2 separate regions of the Canis lupus genome follow, and region 2 is linked to region 1. The links are chromatin contacts, called in public Hi-C maps. All regions are on one chromosome and are shown on one strand. The core of a region is the stretch at or near the end of the contact, and the rest is flanking DNA. Distances in the headings are between cores, read along the strand shown.

Region 1 (6,850 bases), core at 1,687-4,186:
GCTCCCTAGGAAACAGACAAGTCTTGCAATCGGCCACCTCAGGCCTCCCTAAATACTTCAGCTGTGGGATCTGAACTGGCCCTTCGCCACACTGACAGAGAGCGTCAGGAACAAGGCTGCTGAGAGGAATCCAAGTATGTCAGTCAGTCTGTGGTCAAACAAGATGGACCATGCTAACAGTTCAGCCCCTTGATTTGAGAGCTGGGCTGCAAAAAGCCAAGGATGGAGCCCCCAACCATCAAACACACAGCCTAGAGAACACCCCATCTGAGCAGTTCCAAGCAGCAGTTCCACCGTGGACGCCACGAGGAGGCAGGCCATTCCTCACATCCCACCAACAGGCTCAGCAAGAACACAGTGGACGGAGCAGAGTCCTCCCTACCCCAGAGAGAGAGCCATGCCCGGTACAAGTGCCTGAGCAGAAAGTGCACTTTTAGACTGCTCCATTAGTGGTACGCTATACAAATGAGCCATTCCTCTGGGTTAGCGGCAATGATTCAAAGGTAACAAGAGGGGTGGTGGGGGGAGCATGACTCCGATAACACATCCTCTGTCAACAGGGACAGGTTGCTGCATGCAGTACCCAAATGAGGAACAAGCAGCTCATAAACACCTACCACAGCAGCTCGTGAAGGAGCCTTCCTGACCCTCTTCCTCGGTTTTTGTCAAAGGCATATGCGAATATCTTAGCACCATTTCCATCTGCATCTACTTCCATCCGGGCCTGAGAGAGAAATGGTCTGTTAAAAAGCCTTCAGGTCTCAGCTACATTTTCAAACTTTATTAAAGAAGTGAAGTGAAACAAACAAGTTAGAGCAAATATATGAGGCCTCTTTCTGGGACCCCGGGCTTTGCAGAGGCTCCCAGACATGAGAAGCCAGCCCTGTATCCCAACATACTCCACAAACCACTCTGCAAAACACTGTAGACATAAAGAGACAAGTTTTCCTACTCTTAGAAAATGCCCACAATTCAGTGAGAAAAACAAACCCTTGAACAAGTAACTAATAGCTAAGCCCTGAACACGTAGGGTAAGGTACAGAGCCCCCACACAGGTGAAAATCCGCATAGGACTTTTAACTTCCGGAGACTTCACTGATAGCTTGCTCTGGACCAGAAACCTTACTGAGGCAAACAAGTGATTAACACAAACTTTGTATGTGAGACATATCGTATGCTATATTCTTAAAGAAAACGTTTTCAAAGAAGTCATGATGAAATATATTTACAGTAATAGACTATGTTTATCAAAACCCCCCCCACATCTAAGTTAACCTGTGCAGTTCAAACTCTTGTTCAAGGGCCACCCTTTCTGTAAAAACACGAAGGGCTGAGATAAAGCATAGTGGGTCCACAGAGCCCTCAAGGATTTCTGAAGTGGAGGAGCCGGTAGGTGAGGATGGGCAGGTGAACAGAAGCTCATCCCACAGAGAAGAGTGGAAGGCAAGGGAGCTCAGGAAGATGGGGGATGGAGGAACGCTGGGCCAAGGCCAGAAGAAACATGAGGTGGCACTTGGACAGTCCCCTAGGGAGCCAGGGCTTATCCAACTGAACATCATCACAAACACGACACAATGTGATCTACTTGCACCAGGGTGAAAGTGGGAGAGAACCAACAACACAGGGTAAAACCCATTCCTCCTGACCCTCCTCAAGCATTGGCTGAAAGCAGGCCCACAGAGAAACAGCCATCCTTACCTCAAAGGAGTAGCCCTCCACCAGCGGGATATCTTGCTCATCTATCAGTGTGTACTTCGTCTGGAAATTAACCACGTTTCGCAATGTTACATTCAGGGTCACAGTAAAGTTTTAGTAACAGAAACCGCCCCTTCAGGTTAAATGAGGCTAGCAGGTGAGGGGCACCAAGTACCCTACCCCCAAGGCAGGTGGTCATTTCCCACTCCAGACTGTCCCAGAGGAGTAGGAATCAGGCTTCACTTCCCATCCATACGCGCCTAAGCCCTAAGTGCCCCTGGACTGGCTAACCTCTAAGCTGTGTTTCAGGTGCTGCTGACCCTCATTTGAGACTGGGGCTTCCTCGGAACAGAGGAGGGGCCCTGGAGTGAGACAAGGCATACAGAAGGCCTCGAAAACATTTATTTATTAGGATGGGTGGCAGTACACAGGTGCTCACTGAACTGTTTAGCTTTCTTCTGAAATGTTCCAAATAAGTTTTAAAGGATGATCTGAATGCAACCAGTCACTGAATAAGAAAAGGTCTCAGAGCCGATGGGGAGCCCACCCTTCCCCAGGTAAAAAGCCACATTCCTCTTGCAGGAAAGGCAGGAAACGGCCCCCCAAACGGACTAGTCTCATTCTTGCTCGGGGAGCCTCCTTCTAAGATCTAAGTCGGTTTTACCTTCATCTGACTGCCTCTGCTCCTGTCTCCCACCAGGAGCTGCCGCCGCTGGGGATGGGAACAGGGTTCCCATCCAGGGTAAGGTCCGTGGCTGGAGCAGCTGCACGGCCGGCCGGCTCCTGGAAACAGCCAAGCCTCAATGCCCACAGGTGCCAGGAAGCCCCGGCCTCGAACCCGCGGAGGGCGGGGCCAGGTAAGGGAGAGAAGCAGAGGGAGGCCCTGCTCCGGGAGGCCCATCGAGGCCCGTCCGCACTCGGCCAGCGCCGGCAGCGTGAACCCCGCGCGAGGCTCCACGACGGGCTGGCGGGCGCCGACACGCACGCACACCGTCCTGCCGCCTCGGAAGGGCGCTGTGCTGCCCGCGGGGACCCTTCGCCCGCCCGCCCGCCCGCCCGGCTCCGCAGCCCCCGACCCCACGGCCCCAGCCCAGCGTCCCGGCCCCGCGGCCCCGCGGCCCCGCGGCCCCCGCGCCGCTCACCTTCCCGGCCACCCGGCCGAGCCGCACGATACCCAATTTGAAGTCGGTCATGGCCAGGCCTGCGCTCGGCCGGCGGCGCCGCTCCCTCGGGAGGCGCCGGGCCGGGACCGGGACCGGGGCCGGGGCCGGGCCGGGGCGGCGCCGCGGCGCGCCGGGTGGGCCGGGCCGGCGGGCCGGGGTCGGGGCCAGGCGGGACGAGGCTGGGCCGGGCTCGGGCCGCCGCCGCCTCGGGCCCGCCGGACCTGCCACGCGCCACCGCCGCCGACGCCGCCACCGCCGCCGCCGCCGCCGCCGCGCGCACCACCGCGAGCGGAGCCGGAGGCGGGGTGCGACGCGGACACACCCCCGCCCGCCGCCGACCCGCCAATCGCGGGGTGCGCCCCGCGCCGGCCTGCGCGCGCCGCCGCGCCGTGGCCAATGGGAGGAGGGGAAGTACGCCGGCGCACTGAGGAGCAGTGGGAGCGCGGGGGAGGGGCGCGGCCGAGGGCGGCGCTTGCGCGGCCGCCCCGCGCTACGTCAGTTTCGCGGGAAGCTTTGTGCTGGCGGCCGCGCTGCGGCGTCTTGCTCCCCGCTGGCCGCCCTCGGCTCAGGCCGGGCGCCGGCCCCAACGCCCGGCCGCGGCCCTGCCCCTGGCCCCCGAACCCACGCGCCGCCCCCTCGCGGAGGGGCGGCCCGAAGGGTCCTGCGGAACTCGCTGCGGCTCCCGGTAAACGGCTCCGCACCCGCGGGACGGCGGGCGAGGGGCGAGGGGCGAGGGGCGCGGGCCGCCCTACTCCCTCCCTGGACACCGCCCCTGTGCCAACGGGGCCCGTCTCCCCCGCACTGCCTGCGCTCGGGCCGCCGCCGCCTTCCCCGCGGGTCGGGCCGTGAACCGGGCTGCGGTGATGGGCCCGCGGCCGCTCTGCCCTCCGCTCGCTCCTGCTGGGCGCTTAGGGCGGGAGGACCTGAAGGCTGGAGGGCGCTCGGGGCGGGAGGACACTCGGGGGCCGCCGCCCTTGTTACCTAGCAACCACCCCGCCGCCCGCACTCCCACTGAAAGTACCCGGGAGTGCAAATCAGAACGGCCCGTGATGAGTGATAAAGGCAGTGGGGGAAACCAGGAGAGCAGCATTAGGAGGCTAGGGGCCTAAGGAAGGTGGTGGGCAGGCTCTGCCCCATTGACTCATGGACTTGAACAGTGTAAGGAGTGGAGAGAGCACCATGTGGGCATCTGGGGGAAGAGCTGGCCACAGGGCCCTGGGCTGGGATGTTGGGAAAAGTGGGATTGTCCGCTGTGACCAGACAGGAGTTCAGGACAGGAACAGGGCTGAAGATTAGAGATGTGGGAGCCAAGGGTGGTGGTTAGTAGGCTCTTAGAAGAACGTTGATTTCTATACTTAGCAAAGGGAGGCGGTTGGAGAATTTGAATAGAGCAGCTTTTCCATGAGCCAGGCTGGCTGAGGGGTACAGTAGTTTAGGGGGAAGACTGGAAGCAGGAAGGCTGTGGAGCCAGTGAATACAGCAGCTAGTCAGGGGGTGATGGTGGTGTTTGGACGTGCGGGGCCAGTCTTCTGTAACAGTCCGCTTAAACCTGTTTATGCTTCAGTAACAATCCTATGTTCTCAGCAGCTTAGCAAAATAAACATGAATTTCTTGTTCATGCTACGCATTCAGGCTGCCAAGCAGTTGACTGTATGAGGATAGAGTTCAAGGGAGCAGTCCAGCCTGGGGTATAAATTTGGCATTCATTAGCACACTTGTTTAAAAGCCAACTGGATGAGATCACATCAGAAGAAAATGCAGACAGCGAAGAGAAGTCAAAGACAGCCTGGATGGATACTCCCTTATTAAGGGGAAAGAGAGGCTGAAAGGAGGAGCAGACCATGAAAAGAGAGAGGTGTCAGGTAAGAGGAAAACCAGGAGAAAAAAAAAAGAAAACCAGGAGAGAGCAGTAGCCTGGGAGCCAAGTGAAGGCTGCGTGTGAAAGAGGCGTCCGCTGTGTTGGGTGCTGCCCTTTGGTCCTGTACCTTTGGAGTCTGGAATTAGTAGCTGAGCACCATGAGGACACCAGCAGCCTTGACGAGGACAGCGCTTGATGGAGTGATGGCAAACTACATACAACTGACCGGTTAAAAGGAAGAAGGTTGGAGGCAGTGAGACAGACAACGCTTCTCAGGTGTTTTTGCTAAAAACAGGAGCAGAGAAATGGGGCCAAAATTGGAAAGGGAAGGGAAGTGGAGAGATTGTTGGTTTTATATAGGGAGAGGAGATGGCATGTTTGCTCACCAGCAGGAATGGTCCCATAGAGGAGAACTTGGGCGAGGGGAGGGCTGGAAAGGTAGGCAGGATTGTGGGTGGCCCAGCTTAGTAGGAAAGAGAGGCTGGTGTAAGGTTTCTGGGAGGCAAATGGGTGTGGAGTTAGGACTTTGAGGGAGTTCTCCACCTGTGAGAACTTTCTACTTTCTCACCTAAGTAGAAAATGAAGTCATCCTTTGAAAGTGACCACAGGGGAGCAAACGTTGGCAGTGCAAGGAGAGGGGTGCAGGAGTGATGGGACTGGCTGGAAGAGAAGCAGGAAAAGGCAGCAGGACGGCCCAGTGGTGTTTAGGGCGCCAGGCAGGATGACTTCCCCAGCCTGCGTAGACTGCCGCAGAGAAGGTAAGGAGAAAGAAAAGGGGTGGGTATGGGTTCTGGCCCGGATGCTTGCCTCACAGTGGTGAGAGTGCCAAAAGAGGAAAGGAGAGAGGACAACAGAGGGGTGAGGCCAATGGGTTAGAGTTCCCAGGAGGGTCCTACGGATTGCAGGAGTCAGGGGTGCTAGAGAGAGTGGGCTAGCAGGACAGGAGATGGTAGCCAAAGATGTGTGGGCCTGAGACCACAAGGGCTGCAGCTTGGTGACGACTGTAGGCTTCCGTGCAACCCAACCACTCCAAAACCTACTAGCTTAAGACGACATTGATTCATGATTTTTTGCAATTCTATGATTGGGGGTCTTATGTTCCACATGGTGTCAGCCAGCTTTCCTCCTTTGGTTGCACTTGGCTGGGAACTCACTGGAGCATCTAATTTCTTTTCTAGGTAACTTGCCTTTGAGTGACGCCTCATTATTCAGGGTTCCTGCAAGGCCAGGCAGGATAACTGGACTTCCTTCCAGCATGGAGGCTGTGCTTTGAGTGACAAAGTCCCACTGTGCACGCATTTATTGGACCTCCACTTGAATCATTCTTGCTAGTACACCACTGGCCAAAGCAGGTCACCAGGCAAGCCCAAAGTCAGTGTAGGAAGTCTGTCCACAAGTGTGGTTCACGGGGGGGACCACTAGTGGAATGAACGGCCTGCCCTAATCCATCCTCTGGGCTCTAATGACTCATGTTCCTCCCTCTTGAAGAGTGCACCTCGCAAGTGACCCCAGGATCACCATCTCATCAAGACATTAGGCTTGGAGTCCAGTATATTGTTATGTGCAACAGGCCCAGGTGGATGAGGCACATTGGGTGTGGCCCTTTTTGCTCCAAGGGCACATTATCTGCCCCCCAACACCCAACATTTAGTGCTGAAGCACACAGTACAAGTGAGCAGACATCCTGTTCAAAAAGGGGGAGTATAGGAATCCCTGGGGGGCTCAGCGATTGGGCGTCTGCCTTCCGCTCAGGGCGTGATCCTGGTCCTGGGATCGAGTCCTGCATTGGGCTCCCTGAATGGAGCCTGCTTCTCCCTCTGCCTGTGTCTCTGCCTCTCTCTCTCTCTCTCTCTCTCTCTCTATGTCTCATGAATAAATAAATACAATCTTTAAAAAAAGGGGGGGGGAGTATACCCTTAGTCACTGGTCCACAGCAATTTTGGAATCCAGCTAACGCCTGTCACAATATTCCTGGATCAGGGCTTGTCTGCTCCCTGTAAGTGGCTCCCTCGGCTACTGTTGTCAGTGTTTGGGGTTCCTCACTCTGGGCACTGGGCCCTGCATGTGCAGTGACCCCCTTTCCATAGGAAATGGCCTGTGTTTGCAGCTGAGTGGCTTCGTTGGTCTGCTTCCT
Region 2 (6,850 bases), core at 1,345-3,844, 200 kb before region 1:
GAGCAACTCTTGAGGTTTCCCAGATTTAAAAAGTACCCCTTCTGTGCTGCAGGTGGCCCAGCAGAAACCCACAGCAAAGGAAGGGGGTGGTAGGCAGAGGGGGGCCTGTGGCATCTCAGGCTGGCTTCGAGGTGGGAAGAGCTGCAGCTGCTTTGCCAGGGAGCAGAGGAAAGAGCCTGTGGGCTGGTTCTGGGCGCTCTCAGGGTGGCCTAGGTCCCCCCACCCGGCCCCCCAGCTGGAAGAGCATTCTCCCCTGGCACCTCACAAATTCCGTACGTGGCCAACTGGGGCTGGCACTTGAGTTGTGCCCAGAGCCAGTTTACCAGGCTGGGTGCTTAGGTGAAGACAAGCCAAGCATTGTGTAGACGGCACCCACAGGTAGCGTGTTGCAGCCTGACCCTCTTCCCAGGTGCCAAGAGCAAGAAAAACCAACAAGCTTTTTTTAATTAAAAAAAAAATCAATGAAAAATTTATTCATAAATTTTTCATGCTGGGCTACAAGTCTATATCGTACGCTCAGGAATGTGCTGCAGACTTTATCCAGTTAGAAGTGATCATACCAGGACCCACACACAGCTTCCATATAAGCCTAGAAAGTCTTAACATTAATTAACATAATTAAAAAGGTATTTGCATCTAGAAAAAAATATACAGAAAAACTCCTTTTGGAGTAATCTGTGCCTCAGTTTCAATGTCTGCTTGTTTCACTGACATTATCAATATATTCTTCTCACACAAGGGTTTATAAAAGGCCCCAGATGACTGCCCGGGTCTGACCAGCCGCGCACAAAGGGCCTCCACCCACCTGTGTCCTCAAGTGCTCCCCATTTCTGCACGAAGGGTCAGCAGCACTCTACCCAGGGGAAGCCTCATTTAAATTTGAATAATTCAGCCTCCCTTTTATTTCTCGGGATCAAAACAACAAGGGGTGTGGGGTTGCATAGAAAATGGGAACCTCGGAGACCAGGAAGGGCGCCTTTCGGGAATAGTGACGCAGAAGCCCCGCCCCGGCCCAGGTCCCCGCGCGGCCCCTCCCCCACGTCGGGATTCGAATCGGGTCCGGGCGGCTCCGGGAGGCTGAAGACAACACAGTCCTTCAACTCACTCAGCAATTAGCACAAGAGATTCACAGTCTTATAGGTATTTTATAAAAATATAAATATGGGTACACTGTTGCCTTCACAACGCTGGATACAACGCCCTTTAAAATTGGGTTTATAACCAAGATTCAACAAATACACCTAAAACTTGGCTTAAAATATGTTAATATTTTATATTCTGTCATAAATGTTATGACATTTAATCGTGGCAAATCCATTTACTTTTTTTAAAAAAGTGTGCAACCAACTACCTAGAATAGAAGTCGCTAGAAAAGGCCTCACGCCACCCCAGCCCCCGAGGAGCCTCTGCAAAGCCAGCAGGGTCGGGGCACGGCCTCCCACGGGAGAGGGCAGAGGGAGGCCCGGGGCTCCCCAGTCGCGCTCCGAGGAGTATGTCCGCGTGTAAGGGGGGGAGGGAAGGGAGGAGTGGCGGGGGCGGGGAGGGGGCCTCGCACGGGAAAACCATCAGGCTGGGCGGTGTTTTCAGTGCAACCAAGAAATGACAGACTCAAGTTTTTTTAAGTTTTAGGACTAGGAAAATAAAAACGCATCTTCCCCCGACAACCACATTGACCACGCACAGTATTTTCCAAACAACAACAAAAATCAGTCGCACAAACTGCACCCACAATGTGCACACACAGGATAAATAGTTTGGAGCCGCAGAAGAGCGGAGCGTCCCCACGGTCGCGCGTCCGGGCCGGGGCGGCGGGCTTCGGCCGCGGGTCCTGCGGGCGGCGGGGCGCCCCGACCCCCGAGCCCCGCCGCCCGCCTTCCGCCTCCGGAGAAACGCATGGACCGAGGATCCGGTGTCTCGGGACTCCGAACTCGCTGGTGGCCAGACTCAGATTTCAAAGGGGCTGCAGCCCGAGCACCGCCCCTTCCCCCAGCCAGGCGGCGGCAGCGGCGGCCGTGGGCAGCCCTCGGCCCAGGTCCGGGCGGCCGCGCGGGAGCGGCGACCCCGGGGCCCCCCGTGGGCGCGGACGCGCGCGCCGGACTCGTGGTGGCCGCGGTGCGCACCGAGGTAGTTGGCGGGAAGGTACAGCAGGCGACACGCTCGAGGCCCACGTCCGGTCCCGGCGGGCATCACCGGCCGCCGCCCGCGTACTTGGCCTTGGTGATGAGATAGAGCACGATGTCCTGGTGGCCGCCAAACGCGGCGATGTGCAGCGCGCTCCAGCCGTCGCGGTTAGCCAGGCGGATGTCCGCGCCGAACTTGACCAGCAGCTTCACGAGCTCCAGGTTGCCGTCGATGACCGACTGGTGCAGCGCCGTCTGGCCCTCGGGCCCGAACGAGTTCACGTTGAACTCGCAGTTGGTCATGTTCTGCAGCAGTGACTGCAGCTCCTGCGTGTTGCCCTTGCGCACGGCCTCCTGGAAGATGCGCTGCGTCTGCGGCGCCGAGCAGGTGGACAGCTCAGCCTGGCTCATGCTGCCGCCGGACGCGGGCCGCGGGCCGTGCCGGGGCTCAGCGCGGGCGGCGGCGGCTGCGGCTGCGGCGCGGGCCCCTGGCTGTCTCGGGGCGCGCCGGGGCGCATGGAGGGCGCGGAGCCCCCGGGCCCCGCACGCCGCCCCTGGGCGTTCCGGGCGCTGGGGGCCGGGGGCCGCCGCCGCCGGGCCCCCGCCGCATCCAGCCGCGCCCGGGCGGGCGGGCGACCGGGGCGGGCACTGCGCTCGCGGGGGCCGGTGGGCCCGGCGGCGCCGCCGCGCGTTCCGGGTCCCTGCTCGCTGCGGCTCCCACGCAGACCCCACGCGCCTCCCCACGCGCAGCTGCACTCGCCCGCCCGCCGCGCCGGGGCGCCTTTTACCCCCTTTATATTTGCATAACAATAGGGCGCCCGTGACGCGCACGCCGGCGGCCCTACGATTGGGCGGCGCCCACGTGGGGGCGGGGCTGGGCGGGGCGTGCCCCGGCGGCCGCGCGCTTCGCCGCAGGGGGCGCTGGTCGCCGGCTCCGGGCCAGGTGGCGGTGCTGGGCTGGGGGGGCGTCCTGGATCCTTGCGCCCCGGGCTCCCCGCATCTCCGCCGTCGTCCCGCCTACTCTTCCTGTGGCCACCCGGGGAACCCCAAGCTGCCCGCTCGCGCAGACCCCGGCACGATCCCGGCCGAGCGCGGCCTCCCCAGGGTGGGGGCTCGGGAACATTTCAGATCCGGGGGGCTGGGGTCCCCAGCTCTCCGGGTGCGCGGCGACGAGACTGGCCAGGCCTGGGCCCCGGGACCCCGGGTCCACGCGCGGGGCCAACAACAGCTCGGTCTTGTGACCTCAGCCATGCAGTCCTTCCCGCACGGGGGTGGGGGGGAAGGCTTCTTAGGCGGCCTGGGTGACCCCGCCTTGACTCCACAAACCCTGAGGCCCTGCCCTGATGAAGGAGCAGGTTCTCCACCTGAGGAGGCTGGGGGGGCTGCCCCTCTACATCCCACCCCGGCTCAGACGCTCCTCCAGAGGGGGCAGGTCAGTCAGTGGGACCTCAGGGTCCTGTTTCCCTCTGCTGGGCCACCTCCAGCTGCAGGAGTAGGCAAGGCCTGGCCGGATGAGCAGCCCCAGGTAAGCCACCAAGGGCTGCTTGGAAGGGAAACACAGAAATGACTCATTTTCAAACTGTAAACCCATATTTTATTGATGCTCTAATACTGCCACCAAATTTCCTCATTAGGGTTTTACAGTTTATAGCTGGGCTGTGGTGTCTGGAAATTGGGCAGGAATGAGTCTCGGAGCAGCAGGCCTTGGGCAGCAGGAGGAGACCAGTTTCCAGTCCCAGGAGGCAGTTGCGAGCCTTATCTGGGGAGCCCACCCGCTTGGTCTTGTCTGGGGGGGCCCATGAGTGTCTGCACACATGCAGTGGTACCCCCATCTTGCTCTGTGCCCTAGAAGAGTCACAGCCAAACCACAGGAAAAACTGGGCAAGGCCAACCCAGGACTGGCTGCCTCTAGTCTGCCAAGCTGAGACATGACCGTAGCTGACCCTCCAGGGCCCTCCTGGCAGCCAGAGCTCCCGGAGTCCTACTCGCTGGTCTCCCTGAGGCCAGTGGTCCAGCTGGTGGTCCAGCAGTTCTGCAAGGCCTGGCTTCCCCCCGCAGAAGTGCCCCACAGAGCCCTGCGCTAGGGCCAGCTGTGGGTGTGACCTGGGAGGGGGCTGCTATCAGGACACTCCTCTTACCAGGAAGTGTCCCTGGGTCCAGTAAGAGGGCCTGGGAACAGGTGCCGCTGGACTGTGGACACCTTGAAGCTGGGGCCCCCAACCACCCCAGCACCAGGGAAGAGGGCCAGGCCCTGTCCACCGGGGCCCACAGAAACCTCTGGACAGTGACCGTCGGAGTGGTAAGCATGTGACCCTCTGCAGGGCTGGGACGCTAGGCAGCACATGCCACCCTGCTGTCTGCTTCTCCCTGGAACAGGGTTGGGCATGGGGGCAGCATGCTGGGAACGTGCACCAGCTCTGGCCATGCCCAAGGCGGTCCCCCGAGGGTGGCTCGTTCAAAGCCAGGCCCCGGCCCAGGTGGGCTCAGGTCACCTGACCTGAAGAAGGGCATCTCAGAGACCCTGTTGGGCCCAGGCAGAGCCTGGGAGCAAAGTCCCAGGAATACCCGCGCCAGCGTCAGGGAGGGCAAACAAAGGGGCCCTGTGAGCTGCGTGTGGGAATGCGCGGCTGCCACTGCAAGCCATTAAATCGGTGGTTTGGGTGTCCCCAGCCGGGGCGGCGTGGCCACAGTGGCCATGAGTCTGGCCTGAGGCTCACACGCGCAGGGCTCGGGGTGAGAGTCAGACAGGTGCAGCTGGGCCTGCCATTGTGGAGTTCAGGTGAGGGTCACACTGTCCCTAGGGGCTGATGGGATTCCGTGGCAGGGCAGTCAATGCATTCTGAGCAGCTCTGGCCCACTCCCTAGGGGCTGCCCCATCCTAGGACAGGAGGGGAAGAAGGGCTTGCAGGGCACTGCCTCCTAAATGTTTGCCCAAGGGATGTTCCGAGAAAGGAGGACATTTGTTCCAAATGCCCTGGAGGGAGGGGGAGAAGCCTGCCATTGGCCAGGCCCTGCCTGGGCGCCGAGCGACCCCCTTGGGCATCTGCAGCTTTTCTCAGTGCTGTCTTCACTTCCACAAACAGGCAGGCGCTTCCCTGGCTCTGGGGGAGAAAGCCCTGACCCCGGGTATGTGGGGGTCGCCTGAACCCGGGCTCCATAGGCAGGCCGGTCCTCTGCATCTGCTCCCAGGATGTGGTGCAGGGGTGCCGCCCGCAGGGCCTTGGGGGAGGAGCCGGAGCAGTGGGTGCCGGCAGCTCGTTGGCAGAGCCTGGCGGCGGGGGAGGGCCGCAGGGGAGGCCGCGGCCGGAGCTGGGCCAGGGCCTGCGGCCCCCTTAAGCACTAGGCGGGGGAGGGAGGGCGCGCGGGCGGACGGGCGGGGGCGGGGCTTCCAGCTAATTCATTAAAATGTGTCGGGGAGCGTGGGAAAGAGGAGAGTGTTTCTTCCCAGCAGCCCAGACACCTGGTAGAAGGGCCGAGAGGATAGAGATCAAATAACAAACACTCAGCCCTCGGCCAGAGCGGAGGAAGGACGCCCAGGGCAGGAACTGGGGCAGACAATCCCTGCGCAGCTCTGGCCTGCCCCACCGGCTGCTCGGGGCAGCGCCTGGCACCAGGGCCCCAGCCCACCCTGCCAGCACGGTGCCTGACCCCTGGCCTGGGGTGGGGCCTTAAGAGGCTGCTGGCCTGACCCCGGATGGTCAGGACCAGGGTGGCCGCGGAGCCAGGCTGGGTGGCAGAGGGCTGGGGAGGTGGGGAAGGCAGGTGGGATGGTACAGGCGAGGCCGTGAGGGGCACCCGGGGCAGGGGTACTGGGCAAGAAGGACACTTGGTCTCCCCGTGCTGCCCCTGCTCTGGCCTTTTTCTGTTGAGGACCAGCTGCCCTTGACACCAGGGCCTCAGGGCAGAGTCTCCAGGAAGCAGGGGGGTGGGCAGCGGGGGCCAGCACCCCCGGGGGTTTCCTCCTGGCCCCCTGGGGAGGAGCAAGCTTGGGCTGCCTCCTAGGACAGGATTCGGTGCTGCTCTGGCTCTAGGAAGCAGCACCCAGACCACAGAGGGTGCCTGGCTCTGGTGGGGCCTGGCCAACCCACTCACCTCAACAGCCCAGCAGTGACCAGAAGGCCAGCGTGCACACTTGGCCCAGACACAATGCCCACTCAGCCTGGCCCTGTCCCCGGGGCCTCCTGGCCTCTCCATCTGAGCAGGGGCACCAGCTGCAGCCAGCCCAGGCATGCCCCGGAGCCCAGTGGGCACTTCCGGGGAAGCAGAGGACAGGGAAGATGGTGGGACGTCTGTGCGGCCTGCGGGAGGAGCCCTTGCATGCACACCCTGTGGCCTGACCCTGGCCTGGGGCATGGCCAGAGCCACCTGGTACCTGGTACCCACAGGTGCACCCACTCGGGGCACAGACGGCGGCCCTGCTCTAGCCCCCAGCCCCAGCGGCCCCCGAGGTTTCCGCCTGGGCTCCTCAGCCAAATCTGAGCTGGTTTCCGCTCAAGGCAGGAAGGACAGGAAAGGGATGTGGAGGGGGGGAGCACACATTCCTGGGGGGTGAGCCAGGAGGAGGCAGCGAGGGCAAGATGCAGTCTGGCTCCTCTCCCCACCCACCTGGCAGTGAGGCCTGCAGGGCCCTGGGGTGCCAGCACCTCAGTTTCCCTCCGGTGGGTGGAAAAGCAGCTGCTTCCTGAAGCTGAGGAGGGGGCTCTTGTGTGCAGGGGCCCCTTGGGGCTTCA

What was found. A called contact is a pair of places that touch in the nucleus more often than the background predicts.
Region 2: a Hi-C map of blood shows a contact between it and region 1, with 2.7 times the contacts expected there. The contact joins the promoter of NRARP here to the promoter of ZMYND19 in region 1. A contact is called at or near these places in 3 of 9 Hi-C or Micro-C datasets (amygdala and blood).

What each region holds. Positions count from the first base shown.
Region 1 is chr9:48,174,903-48,181,752 of UU_Cfam_GSD_1.0, reverse strand. ZMYND19 (zinc finger MYND domain-containing protein 19) reads right to left here and starts at 2,936. Exons shown (of 6, transcript XM_038548591.1): 1 at 2,838-2,936; 2 at 1,699-1,758; 3 at 618-724; 4 at 1-5. The coding sequence starts at 2,888.
Region 2 is chr9:48,373,977-48,380,826 of UU_Cfam_GSD_1.0, reverse strand. NRARP (notch-regulated ankyrin repeat-containing protein) reads right to left here and starts at 2,594. Exons shown (of 1, transcript XM_038548652.1): 1 at 438-2,594. The coding sequence starts at 2,531. The coding sequence ends at 2,187. It overlaps EXD3 (exonuclease mut-7 homolog), which reads right to left. Exons shown (of 23, transcript XM_038548636.1): 23 at 3,692-6,850.